2 separate regions of the Mus musculus genome follow, and region 1 is linked to region 2. The links are chromatin contacts, called in public Hi-C maps. All regions are on one chromosome and are shown on one strand. Each heading gives the region's core, a stretch centred on a gene start, on an enhancer-like site or on the middle of the called end of the contact. The rest is flanking DNA. Distances are from core to core; before and after follow the strand shown. Region 1 holds the start of Svep1 (sushi, von Willebrand factor type A, EGF and pentraxin domain containing 1). Region 2 overlaps Svep1 (sushi, von Willebrand factor type A, EGF and pentraxin domain containing 1).

Region 1 (3,697 bases), core at 715-3,214, 130 kb before region 2:
CCCCGGGGTTTTTGTTGGGGCTAAGGGACATACAAGATAGGGTATACAGCCCTTGCCATAGTCCTAATGCTGTTAGTGATGTGTTTAAAATAACACGGGGTAGATGACATTTGGAAACTCTTCCTAGAAGAGTTCCAAGTCAAATGAGATCTTAGCCCTTCTCAGAAGATCCAGGTCTCTCTTCTCCCTGTTCCTTGTCCCTCTTCCACATAGACAACTGTGGAGCAGTGTTCAAATCTACATTTTCTTCTGGAGTAACCTGACTGGGAGGACGGGAATGGGGTCCCATCTCACTTTTCAGTTTTTAGTATTTTGCATTCAACTAAGTACATTCTTGATGATCAGTGCTGGAAATGGGACTTGGAAAGCATTATGAATAAAGGAAGTGATGTGACTGGCCAGCGTTTATTGAGCACATGCTGTGTTCTGAACACATCCCTAAGAGTTTTACTATTTAATGATTTAATCCTTGATATGTTATTATTCCTCCATTTTCCAAATGAGCAAACTGACACAGCCAATAAATAGCACAGCCAGGGTTTCATTTCAGGGAAATTGATCCAAGAGCCCTGCCACTTGGGCCTGCACGCTCTGACACCTCTCATGTTGAAGGTAGTTGATTAAATAGAGTTGGAGTTAAACCACTCACTGCTGGAGAGCAGCGGAACTCTGGGGTCATTTGATTCCAAGGCAAAATAAAAGTAGACACTGGACCAAAGCCCAGAGGTGATGGGGGTTTACATAACTACGCAGAGTTCCTGATTCCTAGCTGGAATCTTTTAGGCAAGGGCTCTGCCTTTCATGTAATAAGTATGTGCTTCAGCGTGCACAGCTTTGAGGTCTTAATTGGAAAAATCACTCCAAGTAGCAGCTGGTATTCCAAAGGGTATATATGCCAGGACGATCTAATCTGTTGCATCAAATAAAAAGAGGAGGGTGTTAATATCACAGGGTGTCTACTTATAGTTCAAAATTTAGCATAAACTTCTGTCCTCATAGAAGGCTTGCCTGGCCTTGGCTAAAGTCAAGTTTGCCTTTGAAAGCAAGACAAACTTCTGTTTAAGCAAGGTCAGTTGTAATTTTGTGTGTGTGTATACATATATATATGTATATATACATACACACATATATACATATATATATATACATATGTGATACACATAAACATGTGTAATCATACATATTCGTTTCACGTATGAATATCAAGTTGATGGTGACATCACTTTTACCTGCTACAGGTTCCTAGAGGACAGGTCCATGTCAGTTTTCCCCTGCTCGTGTTACCTATAGAGCATCGCAAGCTGCTACGTGGAGGAAAGAATGAACAATACAGGAATGATTAACCGCGGGAAAGGTGAACGATAACTCTGCGTATGTGATGCGCACGGGTGGGCCCCACCCACTTCAACAGCCTGAGATCTGAACAGGTTCTCAGGATTCTGCACCACTCACCAGACAGACCCTTCAGGAAAGTTATGCAAATATCCACTTTGGGAGGCTTAGACACGCATCCCCACCCCACCCCACCCCCCAAGAGTGGAATGAACCCCAAAAGGTGAGCAAGCAGTTTTCAAAGCATGCTTTCAACTCTGCCAGCCCCGCGTGTGTGTTTTCTTCTCCAGTGTTTCCAATTACTGTGGCACTCTCGGTATCCACATCCATCTCCAGCGCATTCCTCCGCAGCTCCTTGCCAGACATATGGGATCAATCAGTGAGCTTGTGAGGGAATGTTGACAGCATGACAGGCGAGGGGTTCTGGTGTCATGGAATCTCCAAGAGTCTTTAGCTGGATCCCAGGCAAGAGAGAGGGGGGAGGAGAGAGATAGAGGAGAGATAGGGAGAGGAGTGGGAAAAGGAAGGAGAGGACAGACAGAGAAGGAGGGAAGCGACTCTGACTTCACTGCCCCCTTCCTTCAAACATTTTATAGGCTTCGGGAGAGAGAAGGAGGAGGAGAGAAACCAAATAGCCGAGAGTCAGAGGAGCACATCCCTCCAGTCCCTCCCGAGTCCCCGAGCTGCCAGAGGAGTCTGGATCGTGTCCCCAGTGTCACATGCAAGGACGCTGAGGTTCGCGGTTGCTACCCCGGGTCCCCTCCGCTTAGTCCGGGAACCTTGGCGCCTCTCTGCGCGCTCGGGGACTGTCGCCTTGCACTCCCCGGGGCCACCGCTCGGTCCCCAGCGGGATGTGGTCGCGCCTGGCCTTTTGTTGCTGGGCTCTGGCACTGGTGTCAGGCTGGACCAACTTCCAGCCCGTGGCCCCTTCGCTCAACTTCAGCTTCCGCCTGTTCCCCGAGGCCTCTCCGGGGGCTCTGGGCAGACTGGCGGTACCTCCCGCGTCCAGTGAGGAGGAGGCAGCAGGGAGCAAAGTGGAGCGCCTGGGCCGCGCGTTCCGGAGCCGCGTGCGGCGACTGCGGGAGCTCAGCGGCAGCCTGGAGCTCGTCTTCCTGGTGGACGAGTCGTCCAGCGTGGGCCAAACCAACTTCCTCAACGAGCTCAAGTTCGTGCGCAAGCTGCTGTCCGACTTCCCCGTGGTGTCCACGGCCACGCGTGTGGCCATCGTCACCTTCTCATCCAAGAACAACGTGGTGGCGCGCGTGGATTACATCTCCACCAGCCGCGCGCACCAACACAAGTGCGCGCTACTCAGCCGCGAGATCCCGGCCATCACCTACCGCGGTGGTGGCACCTATACCAAGGGCGCCTTCCAGCAAGCCGCGGTAAGACCCCCACACACCCAGGCCAGCGGCCTGGGGCCCCTCCTGCCCACCGCTGCCAACCCCTTCTCTAGCCTGGTTCAGCTCCTGCAAGGCTTAAGGTGTCCAAGGGGAGCCAGCGTCCCAAGAAGCACAAATATGACCATTCTCCTGCTGCCCTAGTGAAGGTCCAGACTGAAATGGGTTTTTAAATGCTTAAGGAGGTGTCACATTTCTTAAAGGGTTCCTTGAGGGACCCTAGTAGGAAGGGACCTTTAAGCTCACTTAAGTTTGTGAGGAAACTGTTTATACAAGCTGAAACAGGTATGGTTAACAAATATTTGTGAAGATGGGACATGTAATGAGCTGAGGACAGTCCTAATTCTTTTTCATGACATAGACTTCGTAACTTTGCTTCCAGACTTTAATTGTTTACTAGTTTGTGATAGGCTCTCTCGTGTTTCCAAGACTGGTCTCCGACTTACAACACAGCAGAGCGTGTCCCTGAGTTATGATCCTCCTGCCTCCACCTCCCAAGCGCGGGGATGACAGCCATTGGCCACCATGACTTTATGTTCCAGGTCTTCCTAAACAAATGCTTAGCATATGACAGAAGTAATGTAATTTATATTACTTTTATAAAAATGAGTCTTTTTCCTAACTACAAAGTAATACAAAGTAGGTCATAATTTGGAATACTGAGAAATATTTAAGGCAACCCATCAAGTCAATGTTTGTAGAATAAATGAAACAAAAGAGAATGGGGAATCCGAATAATCTCTTTATCCTTAAAATTCCAGCGGATATACAGTTGAATGTTGTCCAGTATGTTACTCATATGTTATTTCAACAAACTTGCTAACCTACGGTTTTGCAGCCTGCATTCTTCAGCTGTTGAATATGATCAAATGTACATTAATTCATGGTATCCTGTGGCATGACAGTATTGGCTCCCCTTGGAACTGCAGTTACAGGCAGTTGTGAGCTGTCATGCGGAAGTCGGG
Region 2 (3,775 bases), core at 199-2,698:
ATGAGGGAGAATTAGTCTTACCAAGGGGTGAGCCCCCTCATTGGTCATCCAACACCAAGTGATCCTCCCTGAAATCTTACATGCAATCAACACATAATGGGCTCAGCAGGTTGTGTTTGCATATTTGTGCATAAACATGTAACAGGGGGCCACCAATCTGAGAGAAAACAAGGCAGGGAGACGTTGGAATGACCAGAAGGAGGAAAGAGAGGGGGAGTAAACGATGTAACTGTTTTAATTTTTTTTTTTAATGATACTTTTAAAACTGACACATGAACTTCTAGAACTTATACTCATTAATGGGATATCACCTAATATGTCCATACATGTGTACACAGTGCCATTTTTCCACTAGGTTAAATGTGCCTACCTACTCATATATTTGCAGTTTCTTCCAAAATTATTTCCTGTAGCTTATTGACATGTGCACAGCTGTTACCTGCAGTCTCAACTTCTACTCCTGTGTCCCTTTAACCTAGTGCCCTCTAATCAGCCTTCCCTCTGCTCTTTCTGGTGTCTGATCCCTAGCATCCCACTCTAAGCTCCAACCATAGCTGCTTATTAAAACCAGCAGGCTAACAGTTTTCTTCCAGTATCTCATTTATCAGAGCTCTACTCTTGCAAGTGCCTTGTCTGTGCTGAACCTTTCACGGTGGAAACATGCCTGTTGTCCTGGCTAGTTCTACGTCAACCTGACACACGTTTGAATCAGCAGAGAGGAGGGAGCCTCAATTGAGAAAATACCTTCACAAGATCAGGCTATAGACAGCCTATAAGGTGTTTTCTTATTTGGTGATTGATTAAGGAGGTCCCAGTTCATTGTGGGTGGTGCCACCCCTGGGCTGGTGGTCCTGGGTTCTATAAGAAAGCAGACTGGACAAGCCCTGAGGAGCAAGCCAGTAAGCAGCACTCCTCCATCACCTCTGCATCAGCTCCTGGTCACAGGTCCCTGCCCTGCTTAAGTTCCTTTCCTGACTTCCTCTGGATGATGAACAGTGATACAGAAATGTAATCCCAATAAACCCTTTCCTCCACAACTTGGTTTTGGTCGTGGTGTTTCATCACAGTGATAGTAACCCTAAGACACCTAAGTATGTATTGCCATTTCAGAGTCTCTCCTTACAGAAAAAAAAGGCTTCCTGTGTCCACAACAAACCCTCATGATCTGGCTCTCTGGACTCTTTTCTACCAGCTACCCCAGGGCCCTCCCCTTTGCATTAATTTATTGGTTTGAAAGGTTTTGCATACAACTCGAGTAGTATGGATTCTAACGTGAAGCCTGTATCAGGTACAGATCTGTAGTTAGCAGCTGCCTCATTTTTCTACCCAGCATCTCTGCAAACACAGCGATGGACGAGATTTTACAAGTTTGCCATGTTAACAAACCTCCTTCCAGGATGTGGATTCCTGCCAGACACTCTGTTACTAATTCAGTCTGAGGCTGTGTTCCTTTTCCTCTCTGGTTCCTTCCTTTGTCTCGTCCAAAGGCAACCCGGGCACTCACTGGCAAGCTTGCTTTGCTGGCTTCAATTTCTGTCTCATGTTGAAGACATGGAGATTTCCTTTCTGGTTAGCCCAGCTATGCACTTAAATTGATTTCTGTTATACTTTATCAAGTATTATAGAGAAGATTTGCAGATTATGTGGTAGCCAGAACCAGGAATCTGTTCATGTCCTCTTTCTCTCTTTGCCATTTCTATTTTCCTCCTGGAGTCTTGCGGAGCACAGCCCTAGCATCTTGTTATATTAAGAATAGAATCATTGTATCCAAGCCATGACTTGTAGGTAATGTGGATTGCCTTGCTGTCTCCTTTTCCATCCAGAACTCCTCCCTGGGGCTTGTGTAGCACACCCCTGGCAACTTGTTCTGTTAAGAATAGCAACATTGTATCTAAGTCATGACTTCTAGGTAGTGCGGCCTGCCTTGCTGTCTCCTTCTCCATCAGCAGCTGCTCTCAGACTCATGAAAGTAGAGTTTTTCTCCTTTCGAATCTCAAGTCTACCGTCCCTCTGCCCTCCATACTGTATAAGCCACTCACACCTGAACATACATGAACATGCAAGCAGTCTTACTGTTGTCTCACTATTGCTATTTTAATATGATATAATATTTTATTAGTTCTTTGAGAATTTCACACATGCATATGGTGTAATTTGACCATGTTCATTCTTCCCCACAAGTCCTCTCAGGTCCATCCCTACTCCCTAAGCCCTCCTCCCAACTTCATGGCCTCTACTTTGATTTGATTTTCACCACCCACTGAGTCCAATTTTCGCTGCCCATGCATTCATGAGTATGGAACTGTTCCCTAGAGCATGGATCACCTACAGGGGACCACACCCTTAAGGAAAACTGTCTCTCCTTCACCTAACTCTGTCAACTGTCAATAGGGATGGATGCTGGACTGTGGTTGCTGGGTTGTTTGATTGATTTAAAGTTGTATACTGCCAGTGAGCTTTGATGAAGCCTCTCCCTGAATCATGGGAGCAAGATACATTCTCAAGTTTACAGCAAGGAAGCAAGAACTTCAGGAGACCAGTGTAGAATGACCAGCGCCAGGACAGGAAAGAAACAAGCAGCTCCATCCAACTCACCAACGCAAATTTACCTTTCACCCACACATTTAGCTTTTGAAATTTTTATCAACACCCTGAATGCTAGAAGCAGGTGCTTCAGGCCAGATAGACTGGTGGCAGTCTCTCTCTCTCTCTCTCTCTCTCTCTCTCTCATCCTTAGGTTGACATTTGTTGGTATAAAACTCAGAGGTGTGGAAGGGTTAATGACATCATAAAAACCTCACCGAGTTTTCCTCTTTTGATTCTTCTCACGTAGAAGCTTCTAAAGGGAATTACTGGATCTATTAAGACAAGAGCTTTGATCTTCAATAGTTGTTATGAATTGAAATAAGATTAATCACTGCTGCTTTCTATTATTCTCATTAACCCGCAGCTGTTTAATGAGCGGCTTTTGCCCTTTTAGAAGGGGACAGGATGCTGTTCTCAGGAGCTCACTCATAAAGCTCCCAGGGCCCATGCTGGTTGGTAAGCTTCCTCTAGGTGTGGGAATCCAACTACTGAAACCTCGAATCGAAAAGGAGTCTGCCCGTTACTGAAGGATTCCTGTGTATTGCTGGAGTCCTAAGGCATCCTTTCGATGCAGATGGACTACTTCCCCAGGACATAGGGTGTGTGGCTGATTTTTAATAAAAGTATTAAATATTGTCCCCGAGACCTCTTGACCAAGAGTTCAAAGGTTACAAAGAGTTGAAGTGAGTAAACCTTCATCTTAGGTTGATACCGAATCCAAGTTTGTCTCACAGCTTAGACGTAGCCCAGTTTCACATTCTCTCACTTTGGTGAACAGCAGTTACAGGAATATGCTATCAACTATAAGATGCTTATTCTCTGAATGACCCATCAACAAGATAAGCGAGTAGGAGATGTCCCCTATAATTCCAAATACACTTCCAAACTTCTGACAGAAATAAATAGTACAAGCAATTTGATGTTTTAGTGATTAAGTAATGGCTTATGGTTAATTCCCCTAGATGTCATTTAGGGGAATATATATCCTTTTTATCATTTTAAAATTCTAACCTTTTTCATAGTATTTATCTTTGTTTATCACCTAACCTGTCTTCACTTGAGTACAGTCTCTAGTGATGCAAAGCCCTGACCTTCTGGCACTTGGGAAATTACAGAGTCCTCAGGATCTCCATTTTAGGCACAGGGCATAGACCAAATATGTATCTTACAGTGTCACACTGTAACTCTC

Evidence for each region. A called contact is a pair of places that touch in the nucleus more often than the background predicts.
Region 1: a Hi-C map of neural progenitor cells shows a contact between it and region 2, with 5 times the contacts expected there. The contact joins the promoter of Svep1 here to the enhancer-like site in region 2. A contact is called at or near these places in 13 of 39 promoter capture datasets (the 3T3-L1 cell line, 3T3-L1-derived adipocytes, the HPC-7 cell line and 9 more), 46 of 484 Hi-C or Micro-C datasets (B cells, DN2 thymocytes, the HL-1 cell line and 30 more), 14 of 115 datasets of contacts at active chromatin or transcription factors (T-cell acute lymphoblastic leukemia, astrocytes, bone marrow-derived dendritic cells and 8 more) and 1 of 9 other capture datasets (embryonic stem cells).

What each region holds. Positions count from the first base shown.
Region 1 is chr4:58,204,863-58,208,559 of GRCm38.p6, reverse strand. It overlaps Svep1 (sushi, von Willebrand factor type A, EGF and pentraxin domain containing 1), which reads left to right and starts at 1,964. Exons shown (of 48, transcript NM_022814.2): 1 at 1,964-2,717. The coding sequence starts at 2,184.
Region 2 is chr4:58,075,819-58,079,593 of GRCm38.p6, reverse strand. The region is part of intron 36 of Svep1 (sushi, von Willebrand factor type A, EGF and pentraxin domain containing 1); the gene reads left to right. Among named protein-coding and RNA genes, the nearest start is that of Gm35402, 43 kb to the right of the region's middle. Within about 2 kb of position 1,448, at least 13 of the 459 cell types and tissues checked have an H3K27ac peak or open chromatin away from gene starts, as enhancers often do. A contact at or near this core is called in cortical neurons, neural progenitor cells, neural stem cells and 2 more, where this site is marked.